Linked DNA regions of Triticum aestivum: region 1 is linked to region 2. The links are chromatin contacts, called in public Hi-C maps. All regions are on one chromosome and are shown on one strand. Each heading gives the region's core, a stretch centred on a gene start, on an enhancer-like site or on the middle of the called end of the contact. The rest is flanking DNA. Distances are from core to core; before and after follow the strand shown.

Region 1 (3,597 bases), core at 22-2,521, 340 kb before region 2:
CAAAGATTCATCTTGGTTGTTTCTATACGGGCTCAATGTTGGCCTCACTTCTTGGGTCAAAAGAGGTTCAACAATTTCATCTCGCTTCAAGGGTGGGGGCTACTAGCAACCAAAGGGGAGGGGTTCCGGTTCAAGTCCAAATGCAAACTTGAATCAACCTTCTTCGTTGCAAATAACTCAAGAGCCTTGTCTAGTGATTCGGCCACCGTCTCCTTGTATGCAACCCAACGTTGCTCCGAGTTGACACGCATTGTCTTCCAACGGATGTGCATTCCAAAACCAACATTATGCCTTCCCTCCAACTCAATGATATCACTAGGGTCCATCCAATTCAAATCTTTCCTAACTTGTTGCAAGAGCTCCGCATAGCTAGGACTACTATCAAACACCATGTCAAGCTCATCCGGGTCCGGTTCTTTATTGCCTTTCAAAAAGGCGTCTTTGTCCCCATGATGAACAAACACACATGTTCTTCCCATCCCTATAAGCATTCAAAGAACACAAGGTAACATTGCTTCCATGAGTACTAATCCATGGATTAACATGGAATACAAACCCTAATATATATATGAAACAACAACCCTAACCCTAACCATAACCCTAACCCTAACCATAACCATAACCCTAACCATAACCCTAGCCCTAAAACCTAACCCTAGCACCAACATAAGAACACCCATAAGAATAACCCTAGCATACTAACAAAGCCTAATCATAGAAATTGGCTAACAAACATCTCACATCTCCATGCAAATCTCTAGATCCAAACAAAACTAGGGTTTCCCCAAACTAGCAACAAATGAGCAATGGGAGAAGTTTACTTGGATCAAAACAAGGGGATCGGAGATTATTACCTTGAGGGAGGGTTTGACTTTGAAATCCACGGACAAATTCTTCAAATTTACAAGACTTGGAAGAAGATTTGAGAGGGGGAGAGAGTGGGAGAGGGGGCAAAGCTCGGGGAGGGAGAGAGTGAGAGAGTGTGTGTGTGTGGGGGGGGGGGTGGGGGAGGGGGGCCCGGCCAAGTGGCTGGATAAGTCACAGTGCAGCGCCTAGCCGCGCCTAGCTCGGAGGCGTTGCACATTACATGTGCGGCGCCTAGCTCGGAGGCGTTGCACTGCTGGGTGCGGGCCCATGGGCTGCCACGGTGGACAGAGGTGCAACGCCCCAGAGTTAGGCGCTGCACCGTACGGTATGGCGCCGGCGTGGCGGGCGCTACACAAAAGGGTCAGGGGTGTGAAATAGTTTCGCACCCAGTTCATTCTGTGAATTGATTTCGTCCCGAGGTCAAAATTGTCAAATTTGCCACTTGGGCGTGTGCCGCTGGGCGAGTTCCTCTTCCACCTCCTGGCCCTGTTCCCCAATCCCCCCATTCTTGCCGAAACCCTAGCTACTCCAATTTGTATCCTGGATGGATCTGGTGTTCCGGAGTTGAGAATCGAGTGCTAGTTACCTAGGATTGCATCATCCGCCCATCTTCCGGCTCTCGCGGCGGCGGCGGCGGCGACTTACCGGCCAGGTGAGGCGAGTCCGCCGGAAGGCGAGAAATCCATCTGCCCATCTCATCCCATTCTCTCCACCCTCGCGGCCGTCTGATCCTTTCTTGCCTCGCAGCGCCGACGACGCATGGCTCCTAGGAAGAAGCTCAAGAGTGCGCCGCCGGTGACGGAGAGCACCACCGTCCACGACCTCCCCGACAGTCTCCTGCAGCACGTGCTCTCCTTCCTCCCAGCGCAGGCGGCTGTTCGGACGTGCGTGCTCGCCCGGCGCTGGCGCCACCTTTGGAGGTCCACCACAGGCCTGCGCATCGTAGGCCTCGACGATGAGGAGAATGCCCAAGTCCAAGACCTCCGGAAGTTCGTGGAACATCTGCTCATGCTGCGCGAGCGCACCGACCTTGAAAGTGTTGAGATGAAATTCCACAGTTGCTCCGATGACGAAAAGCCCTATGTGAATCTGTGGATCCGTTTCTCTGTGATTTGCAAAGTTCGGGTGCTCACCCTTCATATCCTTGAGGCTGATTACCTCCCCCTAGACGACCTGCCTCTTGTGTCTCGGCACCTGAAAACATTGGACCTTTGTGGTCTACTCCTACAAAAGACCTTTCTTGATTTTGCTAGTTGTCCAGCATTGGAGAATCTGAAGATGAATGATTGCAAAATCAATGGTTGGAAGATATCGTCCCTTTCCCTAAAGCATTTCAGCATCACTACTTGCTTCTCTGACCTAGATTGCCGGCTCAACATTTCTACTCCAGGCCTTGTCTCTTTGAAACTAGATGGCTTTTCGGGTAAAACCCCTTTTCTTGAAAACATGCCGTTGCTACAGACAGCATGCGTGAATCTTGGCATAGGCTGCGAAGATGTCTGTTTGAATTATAACTATGGTATCTTCTGTGGAGCTAATAAGAATGGATGTGGGAATTGTCTATCAAAAAACGATGGCCGCAGCGATTGCGTGCTTCTAGGTGGGATCTCAAGTGCTAAACATCTTGAACTGATATCTAAATTGGGAAAGGTGTGACACTCATCTTTAACTCTTTCATTTGTGTTACCCTTTTTTGTGTTCCTTTATCTGCATTGTTTTTAGAGAATCAGAGATAAACAGATTACATATGCATCACAAACAGATTGTGGGTCTTAGATCAGCATCTCACATTCTTAGCAAGGATTACTTGATTTAAGTACTTGTATTTTTCTTTCCAGTTCATTTTCACAAGAGATTTGAATTGCCGCCCTACATTTAGTAAGTTAAACACTTTATTACTCAATGAGTACTGGTGCGAGGCTCCTGACCTGGGTCCACTAGCTTGCATTCTGCAAAATTCACCAGTTCTAGAGAAGCTCACTCTTCAACTTTTCTCCAAGGTATAAATCTTCTAAATGGACAACTGTTCTAGTGTTAAACGTTATTATCGGCTATCTATATTGGTTCAATGTTTTTTCTTACCATAGGGACCAGATCATAAAGTGGAAATGAAAGGAAGCTACATTCCGATGGAGGGTCCGTCTGCAATATCAGAGCACCTTAACATGGTTGAAATCAAGTGTAATGTGGTCGACGAGAAGATTCTCAAAGTCTTGAAGCTCTTGTCTGCATTTAACATACGTAAGCTAACTAATGACTCCTAACATGATCTCTATGTTCTTAAATTAGCTTTCATATGCGAGAAAGAAACTAAGAAAGCAGGCTGTAAATTAAAAAAACCTGAAGAATTATGAACAAAGAACAATTTGTAGGGATTCCAAATTGTTTTAAGATATGAAAGATCTGGACCAAGTCTGGCCAGGCTTAGAAATGAAACTAATATAATCCTTTTTGTTGGCAAAGGATATTTAGTATATGAGTTGCCCGAACAGCAATGTAACACAATATGGACTTGTTGATTAGTTCTGCTTTTATTCGGCAATAGCACAAATGTCTGAATTGATTAATTTACAGTAGTGATGTAGAATACACGGATACTTTAGGAAATCAATGTATCTGTATTGGATACCGTACAGAAACGGCTTTGTCCTGGTTACGTCCCTGATACGTATCAGGAGATTATCGGCTGATTAACCATTAAAAACAAACAATTTTAATTCTGATCCTTGA
Region 2 (3,650 bases), core at 851-3,350:
GAATATCTCAACTATGTATCAGGTACCACACATGTTTTGTCTGTCCATTTCTATGCCATTATTTTTCTTCTGGCTTTGGTTGCTTTGTTAGTGAATGGGCGGTGAGGGGTTTACTCTTGCTTCTAAATTTTAGTTCAAATCATGACCTGAAGTTTGGACATTTCACAAACTTGTTTTTAGTTTGCATCCAATGATTCCGAATATGAAGTTTCTGAACCTAATTAAGTGTTTGCATCTTAAAATACACCCACCTTAGTTTTTAAATTGCAGTGAAAAAATTATAAAATACATGTTGCACATTGAGTGTTGGAAATTAAAGTGAAGGTATTGACTTACATTTTAAATACTTGACATACTTTCCGTGAACTTGCATTGACTTTATAGATTCTAATTTTTGTTATTATTTTGGAAAGTCTTATTACTTCAGGTCTTGAATCCCTACATGGTGATCCTATCCTGGTAAACAAGTACTTAAGAACAATTTTTGGCCAATGTTAACTTTTTTTGGCTCATGGTTCAACATGTTTCCAAATCAGATATGGAAGACAAGTACTCCAGCCGCTGATGAAAGTGGCCCAGAAGCACACATAATGACGGACGTGGTTTTGATTTATAGAGCATTTGAGGATCAAATGAGATGAAGATTCAGTTCTCTAATTTCTGTTTTGGTTCAGTTTTTTCATCATTTCTACTCAAGGTGGCGAAGGGTTTCCTTGTGATCGGCGCGGCACCAATCTTCTGGGTGTTATGGAAGACCAAGAATAAATCCTGCTTTAAATGTGTTCGTCCTGGAGATCCAACCACTGTAGTTTTTTATGTTTGTCAGTTCTTAACATCTTGGGCAACCTTTGCAGAAAGGGGCTCTTTAAGGACTGTTGCGACAGCGATCCGGTAAGCTGGCGATGGTGGTGTAGGAAGTGTATGGGCGTCGACATAGCTGGAACCAATAAATTGTCGTCCTCCTTTTTGTGCCCTCCTGTGTTAGCCTATTTGGGATTCTATGTCCAATTTCTTTTTTCTCTGTATGAGAGTTGGCTGTAGTTCGTCAATTACTGGTCGACGATGCTGATGCTCATGTTACAAGGATATGATGTAAGGAGTAGTTGTTTATGCTTTTGTGTTCTGTTTGGGTGGCTTATACCTGGCCCGTACGCTGGTGTGTGTGCATGTGTATACTGGAATGATTTCAGCAACGATATTGGGCATGTAAGCTACTTTTCTTGGAAAAAAAAGTGCAACTACATGGCAAACATGACAGATGTGAAGATTTTACTGAAGAGAAAGTTGTGCAAATTCTTATTTTGGGGGAAATTTCACTCAAATGCGTGTAAGCTTGGGAACAAAATTGAATATCCGAAGAAAGATATCGATATTTATTACACAAAGGATGACCCGACACATGTCAATTTGAGCACACTACATAGTAAAATAAACTATTTTTTGATGTTCCGTGCAACGCACGGGCATCTTACTAGTGTCACATTACAGGTGAGTTTGATGCCACAATTAGCTGAATTCAGGAGATTCTCCACCAGCACGGCAGAGAGATAAGCGGCTCAGCCGAGCAGGAACAATCGGGAATGGAGCAGCGCAGAATGCATCTTAGGGTTTGAGGGGAAGGGGGCGGGAGGAGGAGGTGAGCAGAGCAGGTTGCACGGACCAGTTGACGCCGTGGTCGTGGAGGAGGAGGACGCGCGTGAGCTCCCGCGTGGCGGCGAAGTCGGTGAAGTCAACGGACGCGCGGCCCCCGCCGGACACGGTGACGAAGGGGGCGAAGGAGGGGTAGAGCGACGCCAGCGCCGCGAAGTCCGGCGCCGCGGCGGCGTAGCGGTTGCGCGGGTGCATCACCGGCGGCGCGTCCGAGCCGTCGCGCCGGCGCCGCTTCCTCCCGCCGCCCATCTTGCGGTGCTTCGTAGGCGGGCGCAGCGGGGGAGCTGGGGACCGAGGGGAGAGCGCCGGGGCGGCTGGAGCGAGGGGCGGCCAGCGGCGAGGCACGACTCCGGAAGGAACGCCGTCAGCTCGCCGCGTGGGCCTGCCTTGGGCCTTTGGGTATCTCTTTTCCGCCAGATTGGAGCGGATCAGCGGAACCGGCTCCTCTCTCGCTCCGTGTATAGATAAGAAAAACTTTTCTCAAAAGAAGACTACTGGAAAAACGGGTGCAGGACAACAATCGAAAATAGTCATCGGCGCTTGGAGTAAAGGTGGCACCGACAGCTCCAGTTGTTAACCACCTTTTGTTTGCAGATGACAGCCTGTTGCTTTTTAAGTCTAGTGTGGAGAGAGCTAACGCAGTTTCAAACCTGTTGAATACATATTGTTCGGCTTCGGGACAGAGGATTAATCGTGACAAATCTTCCATCTTCTTCAGTAAGGGGTGCCCGGAACATATCAAACAAGGGGTGAAAAATTGTCTCAATGTGCAGAATGAGTCTTTGAGTGAGAAATTTCTGGGGTTGCCAACTGAGGTTGGTCAATCAAAAAGTGTCACTTTCAAATACCTTCGCGACAGAGTCTGGGAGAAGGTCAAGGGATGGATGGAGAAACTCATGTATGCTGCCGGAAAAGAGATCTTGATTAAAGCAGTGGCACAAGCGATCCCGGTGTTTTCTATGTCATGTTTTAGGCTGACAAGGGGCCTATGTGAGAGCATTACATCTATGATTCGCCAATTCTGGTGGGGCAGCAAGCAAGGAAAAAGAAGACCATGCTGGGTCTCGTGGGATGTGATGACAAAACCAAAGAGCCTCGGTGGTTTGGGCTTTCGTGACATGGAGATTTTTAACCTAGCGCTTCTGTCCAGACAGGCATGGCGTTTGCTTCAGGAACCGAACTCTCTCAGTGCACATTTGCTAAAGGCAATTTACTACCCTAATACCTCAATTCTTGAGGCCGAGCTGGGGTCACGACCTTCACAAATATGGCGTGCAATTATAGATGGCCGAAACATAATGAAGCAAGGCATCATCAGGCAAATAGGGGATGGATCATCGACAAACGTCTGGACTCATAACTGGATTCCTAGGGAGGGTTTCTCATCACCTGTGACCTCTCTGGTGGCTAACCCGCCGAGGATAGTGGCTGAATTAATAGACCACAACATGGCATCATGGCGGGAAGAGTTAGTCCAGCAGGTATTCGTTCCTGTAGATGCTGAGGCCATCCTAAAAATACCGATTTGCACAAGGCCAGTTCAGGATTTCTGGGTGTGGGCGGAAGACCCGAAAGGCCGTTACTCTGTCCGATCAGCTTATAACATGATCTTGCATATAAAGACAGGGAGAGAAGCTTGGCTGGAGAACGTAGAAGATGTGTCCAATAGCAGCGCCGAACGCAAGGGGTGGTCATCTGTCTAGGGCATGCAAGTTCCCTCGAAACTGAAGGTATTTGTCTGGCGCTTCGCACAACATTCTCTCCCAACGAGTGATATCTTGCAGCATCGGAACATGTCTACAACGAATGAATGTGCTATATGTGGTGCAGCCGACAACTGGCGTCATTCCATGCTAGACTGCACCATGTCAAGGAGTGTTTGGGCCCTGTCAAATGCAGATCTTGTGGAACACATGTGCATGAACACGGACGACAGTGCCAAGGGCTGGTTGTTCGCCATGAGTGAGTCTCTATCGTCGGAAGAGTTCACCATGTTAGTT

The links. Hi-C and Micro-C count contacts between places; a contact is called where the count stands out from the background.
Region 1: a Hi-C map of leaf shows a contact between it and region 2, with 4 times the contacts expected there. The contact joins the promoter of LOC123143397 here to the promoter of LOC123143395 in region 2. A contact is called at or near these places in 4 of 5 Hi-C or Micro-C datasets (leaf and an unstated tissue).

What each region holds. Positions count from the first base shown.
Region 1 is chr6D:43,050,981-43,054,577 of IWGSC CS RefSeq v2.1, reverse strand. LOC123143397 (F-box/LRR-repeat protein At3g26922) reads left to right here and starts at 1,271. Exons shown (of 5, transcript XM_044562314.1): 1 at 1,271-1,519; 2 at 1,615-2,517; 3 at 2,706-2,867; 4 at 2,955-3,108. The coding sequence starts at 1,627.
Region 2 is chr6D:42,714,005-42,717,654 of IWGSC CS RefSeq v2.1, reverse strand. It overlaps LOC123143395 (RNA N6-adenosine-methyltransferase mettl16), which reads right to left and starts at 2,100. Exons shown (of 8, transcript XR_006470829.1): 1 at 1,661-2,100.